Linked DNA regions of Canis lupus: region 1 is linked to region 2. Evidence: chromatin contacts called from public Hi-C data. All regions are on one chromosome and are shown on one strand. The core of a region is the stretch at or near the end of the contact, and the rest is flanking DNA. Distances in the headings are between cores, read along the strand shown.

What was found. Hi-C and Micro-C count contacts between places; a contact is called where the count stands out from the background.
Region 1: a contact with region 2 is called in a Hi-C map of skin fibroblasts, with 2.5 times the contacts expected there. The contact joins the promoter of CENPU here to the enhancer-like site in region 2. A contact is called at or near these places in 3 of 9 Hi-C or Micro-C datasets (blood and skin fibroblasts).

What each region holds. Positions count from the first base shown.
Region 1 is chr16:46,746,898-46,750,477 of UU_Cfam_GSD_1.0, forward strand. CENPU (centromere protein U) reads left to right here and starts at 2,242. Exons shown (of 13, transcript XM_038560411.1): 1 at 2,242-2,352. The coding sequence starts at 2,312.
Region 2 is chr16:46,527,476-46,530,773 of UU_Cfam_GSD_1.0, forward strand. No RefSeq gene overlaps it. Among named protein-coding and RNA genes, the nearest start is that of HELT, 33 kb to the left of the region's middle. Within about 2 kb of position 1,771, at least 4 of the 20 cell types and tissues checked have an H3K27ac peak or open chromatin away from gene starts, as enhancers often do.

The DNA of each region.
Region 1 (3,580 bases), core at 992-3,491, 220 kb after region 2:
CTTTTAAATACTGCTGATGGGGGATATAAATTGTATCAATTGTACAAAGAAGGTGTAAAAATTGACATTATTGGGACACCTGGGTGGCTCAGTGGTTGAGGGTCTGCTTTTGGCAAAGGGTGTGATCCTGGGGCCCTGGGATCAAGTCCCACATCAGGCTCCTCACAGGGAGCCTGCTTCTCCCTCTGCCTATGTCTCTGCCTCTCTGTGTCTCTCATGAATAAAATCTTTTAAAAAATTGACATTATCAGATAGAGCTGAAAATGTCTTTATTCTATAAAGCGATAATATTACTACTGAGTCTACCCTTAGAGAAACTTAGGCATATGTCATGGGAGGCACTAGAATGTTGAGCACTGGTTGTGAGTAACAGGGAAAAAACACTGAAAACAACTGATGTAGCCATACACAGGGGAACGTAGAAATAAAATGTGGTATATTCACTGAAAGCATTCATTCCAAAGACAGTGAAAAAGAATGAACTACAGCTACATGCATTGATGTAGATAAATCTAAAAATCACAGCTTTGATTAAGAGCACTTGCAGAATACATACCAGATATCATTTATGTAAAGTTTAGAACCATACAGTAATTAGTACATTATTTAGGAAATTATCAAAGTAGATCGATTTTCTGGGAAAAGGGTTGTAAGTCTTGTGGGTTTGACACAAGTCAAAAAAGTGGTTTATTGCTGGGGGGAATGATAATGATTTATTTTCTAATCCAGTGGTGAGTAAATGGGTGTTCCTTTTTTTTTTTTTTTAAAGAGAGAGTTGGAGGGAGAGGCAGAGGGAGAGAGAGAGAGAATCTTAAGCACAGGACACCTTGGTGGCTCAGTGGTTGGGAGTCTGCCTTTGGCCCAGGTTGTGATCCCCGGGGTCCCAGGATGGAGTCCCACATGGGGCTCCCTGCATGGAGCCTGCTTCCCCCTCTGCCTATATCTCTGCCTCTTTCTCTGTCTCTCGTGAGAGAGACAATAAACAAATAAAATCTTAAAAAAAATTCTTCAGCAGACTCCATGTCCAGTGCGGAGCTGTTCCAAGGCTCAATCTCCAGACCCTGCAATCATGAGCTGAGCCTGAAATCACCAGGCAGAGGCTTCACAGACCCAGCCACCCAGGCACCCCATGGGGGTTTCCTTTTATTCTTGCATTATATGTATTATATTCCTTTGTATGCATGAAATAGGTCATAACTTTTTATTGTGTTAAAATACACACAACATGAAATTTGGCATTTTGACCACCGTCAACTCCACTTTAGCAGCACTACTTAAGTATGTTCACGTGAGGCAGCCGCCCACCACGACCCATCTGCAGAACCCTTTCATCATCCCCAACTGTGCTTTTGCCATCACATCCATCCAAGAAATCAGTGCCAATCTCAACGTCATGCATGAAGTTTTTGCTCTGCTTTTTTTCTAAGGGTTGTATCGTTTTCAAGTTTGGGTCTTTGATCCATTTTTAGTTCATTTTTGTTTATGGTGTGGTAAGGGCTCAACATTTATTCTCTTAAAGATTTATTTATTTTTAAAGATTTATTTATTTATTCATGACAAACACAGAGAGAGGCAGAAGCAGGCTCCGTGCAGGGAGCAGGATGCAGATGCCGGGACCACGGGCCTGAGCCAAAGGCAGATGCTCAGCCACTGAGCCACGCAGGCGTCCCATGGGCCCAACATTCCTTTGCAGAATAATACATTTTTAAACCCAAAGAAAAGAATAGAATATTAGCTCCAGAAGGGGCCCTCCGCATCTATAACGAGGAAACTGGATCAGAGGTGAAATAGCACGCCCCGCTCAGAGCAAGCCAGGCTGGTGCAGGGCCGCGGCGGAGCCACACCGCGCCCTGCGGCCAACGCCTCGCTCCACTGCGCGGGAGCCTTAGCGCCTGCGCGATACGATCGTCCCCGAAGGAGGCCCCGCCCTCTTCTCAGCTGCGGCCCCGCCCCCTCCCCGCCCCGTGGGCGGGGCCACGCGGCTCCGGAGCCTCGGAAACCAGCGCGGCCCGCGGGGGTGGGAGGAAAAGCCCGGCAAATGCAGACGGCTCAGGGACCAAACATCAGCGGCTGTTTGTAAGGTGCGGACTCCAGCTTCCCCGCTATTCCAGGCCGGGTTTTCCCTCGCGCTCCGGGGCGGGGAGGAGCCCCGCGCCCGCTCTAGCTCCCAGGTCCGGGGAGGGGCGTGGAGCGCGGGGGTGGGGGGCGGGCCCTCGGCGAGCGTGCGCGGCCCTGATTGGCTGCTCGGAGCGGCGCGGGGTTTGGCGGGGAGTTTGAGTGGCCGGTTGCGCGCGGGAAGCGGTGGCCGCGGATGGCGTCGTCGTGGCGGGTGCGGACCCCGGAGCGGGGCAGGTAAGCCCCGCGGCCCCCGTGGGGGACGCGCACGGGGACAGGCTCTATCTCCGTCCTGTCCTGCAGGGTCGGTGCCGCTCGGGGCTGTTCGCGCTGCGCAGCGAGGCTCCCTGGCCCGGCCACCGTGCAGCTCGCCCGCGGCCTCGGTCCGTAAAATGGAAATAATCCGAGCGCGTAGGGTTGCGGCGGGGCGCGGAGGAGTGAGGGCCCAAAACTGCCTGGAGCGGGGGAAAGAAGGTTAGCTAAGGTGAGCTTTACGTGCGTGGGCGTGGCCTAAAGCCGGCTCAAAATATTTTGTAACAAAATACCCAGCGGGAGCTCCTTTGGTACCTGCTGCTTGCCAGACGGTACATTTTAGCAAAGTTGCACTCGGGCTGCTAGTCAGTGGTCTTATTTTCAAAACCCTGCTGTTTGGGTAACGTGGACCTTAAAGCGGAACCAAACCTCCAGCTGGGGGACCTGGCCGCCGCTTGTTATTTTTTAAAAGGGGCGCTCCAGGATGGGCCAAGCAGTTGGGTTTTCTGTTGATCACAAAGGGCATGCATTGAGTGCTCGCTTCGGCTGCGCATATACTAAAATATTTAAATATAGGCTGCCAGACTGCTCCCTCAAACTTCATTTTTTTTTAAAATAATTTATTTATTTATGATAGTCACACAGAGAGAGAGAGAGGCAGAGACACAGGCAGAGGGAGAAGCAGGCTCCATGCACCGGGAACCCGACGTGGGATTCGATTCGGGGTCCCCAGGATCGCGCCCTGGGCCAAAGGCAGGCGCCAAACCGCTGCGCCACCCAGGGACCCCCCAAATTTCATTTTTAATGGGTTCATTGACACCTGTCGGCTGGCTGTGTCTAGAGCGTAGCCTAACGCCCTGTGGGCTCCTGGCTGGAAGGGGGCTTGGCTTGCTGTGGTTGGTGCACAAGGTCACGCAGACATGCAGGAGTTCCTCCTGGGCCCTGGGAAGACTGGAGAAGGGGGCATTTGTAAGTGAGCCAACTGGGGAAGGTGAGGCAGGCAGAGCGCAGGGGAGAGGCTGGAGCAGGGCAGAGCAGCCAGGTAGAATAAACTGAGACTAGGCTCCTGTGGCTGGTGGGGAAGAAGGGAAGATCTCCCAAGGAGGGGAGGAGAATCGGGAAGGAATGCGGGAGCCCGGAACATCACCTGCCTCGAGTTAAGCTTATTCTGGTAGGCCAGGTAGTGTTTGTTTCTCTCCCCCTACTGCCGCTC
Region 2 (3,298 bases), core at 521-3,020:
ATGTGTGCACAGAGCAATGACTTTTAACATTTGTCACAGTTTTGTGTTGTCTTCTCTGCCTTTTGTGAACACCGACATGGAAGGCCGTCTCCTACCACTGGATGGGGTGGGTCATGAATACCATGACTTTCTTTGCTCTCCGTGTGATGTTCTGATTCTGCAACAAGCTGGCTGTGTGACCTGGATCCCGCCCCTGAAATCAACCTTCATGTTGTTTTCTTTGTCTGGAAATGGATGGGCGAAGACTAGATAATCTGTAAAGTCCCTTTTCATCTGAAAAGCCCACGTTCTCCGCTCTCTGGCAAACAACATTCCTTCCCTGAGCTTATCTCCTCTCAGAGGTCAAACCAGCAATTACCCCTGTCCCCTTCTATGCTGTGTGTAAGGCATGAATAATTCATAAATGGGCTTGCAAAATGGGAATGGAGGACCCTTTGGCCAATTCCCCTGTGCCCCACATAACTAGTGCTCACATACCAGGAAGGTTACCAGGATAGATTCCAATTTTCTTCCACCCTTAGCCTCATAAGCCCCCAAGAGGTCTAAATGATAGCCCATTGCATCTTGTATATTTGTACAGTTTTACAGCTGGAAAGAATCTTCAAGATCCTGTAGTTCATCATCTTCGTTGGTTACCTCAGAGGTGACTTGCTTGATGGCGTGTGTTCAGTGGGGCAGAGCAGGGACCAGAATCTCATCCCGCACCTGCTGGCAGAGGCTCTCCCCCACCCACACTCTTGTTGCCTCTATTTTGCCCTAAATGCTAACCCTGCCCCTCCAATTCAGAGATGCTTGAAAATCCTTTTGGGGATGATGATAAGGAACTTTGAAAGTAAGAGCTTTGTTTTTAGATACAGACTCATGGACCCAATGCAATCGAAAGGGGGAGCGAGGCCAATTTCCCTAGAAATCCCAGATTAAAAAAATGTAGGGCAGCTCCCATGTACAGCATCCTACCTTAAATGATCCGATTTGCAAACCCCCGAAAATAAATGAAGACGAACAAGAGACTCCAAAGGACATTCCCAACCTCAGAGGGTGCAGAGCTTTCCTTTCGCGAGATGAGTAAGTTCTGGAGATCTAGTGTACAGCAAGGGGACGATAGGTAACAGTGCCGTTTTGTATACTTGAGATTTGCTAAGAGAGCAGATCCTGCATTAAGTCTTCTCACCACACACACACAGACACACACACACAAAGAAAAATTAGCTATATGGAGACAGTGGGCATATTAATCAGCTTGATTTCAGTGATCATCTCACAGTGTGTACATATCAAAATATCAGGTTGTAAACCTTAAACGTATACAGTGGTTGTATGTCCGTCCTACTTCCATAAAGCTGCTAAAAAAAAAAAAGAAATTTCTCAACCTTTTGTTGTTGTATTTCACCCCTCTCACCACTAGGTGTCCCCCGGGGAGACAACAGCCGCCAGCGTGGGGCTTCCTTGCACATCTTTGTGGAGTGACAGTGGGGGAAAGGCAGGAGTCAGCAACAAATCCCATGATTTCCTGCAAAAAAAGAGGGTGAGGGAGGGGCTTCTCAAGGGGCCTTGCGTCCTGGCAAAACCATCCGTTTAATTCAGGAAGAGTCCTCAACGAGCTCAAGAGCCTGGCTGTAATTAGAATGAACAGATTAAATGTGAAAGGAACACTGTCAAAACCTAATTTCCACCACGGGAAATGAGCGTGGCCCAGAATAGATCCGGAGCATGATTAAACTGCAGGAGGGGCCTCTGGAGAGAGGGCGGGTTGGCACATACCCAGCTAGGAGCTGCCCGGCGCCCACGTTCGGGTCCCTCGTTGGGCCAGATGGATGGAGGGTCCTTTGCGGATGATGGAGAGTAGCAGCAGGGCATGTATTTGGGAGGTGGGTCCCACCTAAACCATCCAAAGCCATTTTTGTCACTTAATACCGAGTGTCTAGGGAAGCTTCTGGCAGCCACAGCCCAGGGCACCCCCACTGTCAACCCCAACTTCATGATTGGTCAATTGGCTGGATCACTAGGGCCCTGGATAGACTCTGTGGGCACTTACAAGGCATCTGGTCACCAGGAGATGAAACCTCAGATGGAAAGAAACCAGGTTCAACCAATCAGAATGCCATTTCAAGTGAAAGCCACCCTCGGAGTGTTCTTGCCCAGCCAGCGTGCTTCTCCGTCTCCTCCCCACTCCTGCTCCCCTTAAACTGTGACAAGTTCCCCAAGGGCACTTAGCCTTGAGCCTAGTCCACACCACCCCTGTTGGATATAAAAGGATGCATTCTAGAACCCTTGTTTTGCCAGCACAATAGCTAAGAGTCCAGGCTTTGGGCCTTGGGCAGGGAACTTGGCTTCTCCGAGGCTCTGTATGCTGTAGGACCTGATTTCCTATCAAATGTGATGTAGTACTACTGTCTTCACAGAGTTGTAGGGAGGATCCAGTGAGATGATGGAGGAAGTGTCTGGCACAGAGTCTGACCCCTGGCACAAAAGCTTCATAAGTGGTATCTTATATTCAGGGGCTCCCTTCTCAGCCACTGTCTCAACCTAGTGGAAGTGGTCAAGTCTGCATGGACAGAACTGATTTATTAGGCCAGGCCACAGGTATGGTTTCCACTCTGTGCTAGATGGCATGCCCGGGCATGAGTTCCCTGCCCACCCCCCAGGGGCTCAGAGTCTGGCGGAGGTCATACATACCCACACACTTGAAAACAAAACATTATATAAGGGCTCTGAGAGGTGTGGCTGTTGGGGGGAGTTGGGAGAGCTTTATAGGAGGGCCTCATGGGATGAGTGAGTTTACCAGGTGGCTGTGGGGGGGCAGGGGTATGTGCCAGGTGTGAAGCATGCACGTGACCAGGGCCTGAAGCACAGCTCATTAGGGCTGGCTCATTGAAGGGCATGAGGCCTGGTGGGGGAGGGGATGCCAAGTTAGCATGGAGGTCAGATGCTCAAGGATATTGTCTATTCCTCTGGAGAGCTTGAATTCCATCTTTTTTTTTTAAAAAGATTTTATTTTCTTTATTTGACACAGAGAATGTGCGTGCACGCACAAGCAGAGGAGCAGCAGAGGCAGAGGGAGAAGCAGACTCCCCACTGAGTAAGGATCTCAGGCCCCTGGGATCTTGACCTGAGCCACCCAGGCATCCCTTGAGTCCCGTCTTTTGAAAACCTTTCAACAGATGGTCTCACGGAGGACTCTCAGGCAGAGCGGAGGGTGGAAAGGTGGAGTCTGGAGGCAGGGGGCCCAGCTGGTAGGTTGTTGCAGGAACCTGGGTGAGTAGGAGGAAGCCTGGAATAGTCAGGGGTAGCACCTGAC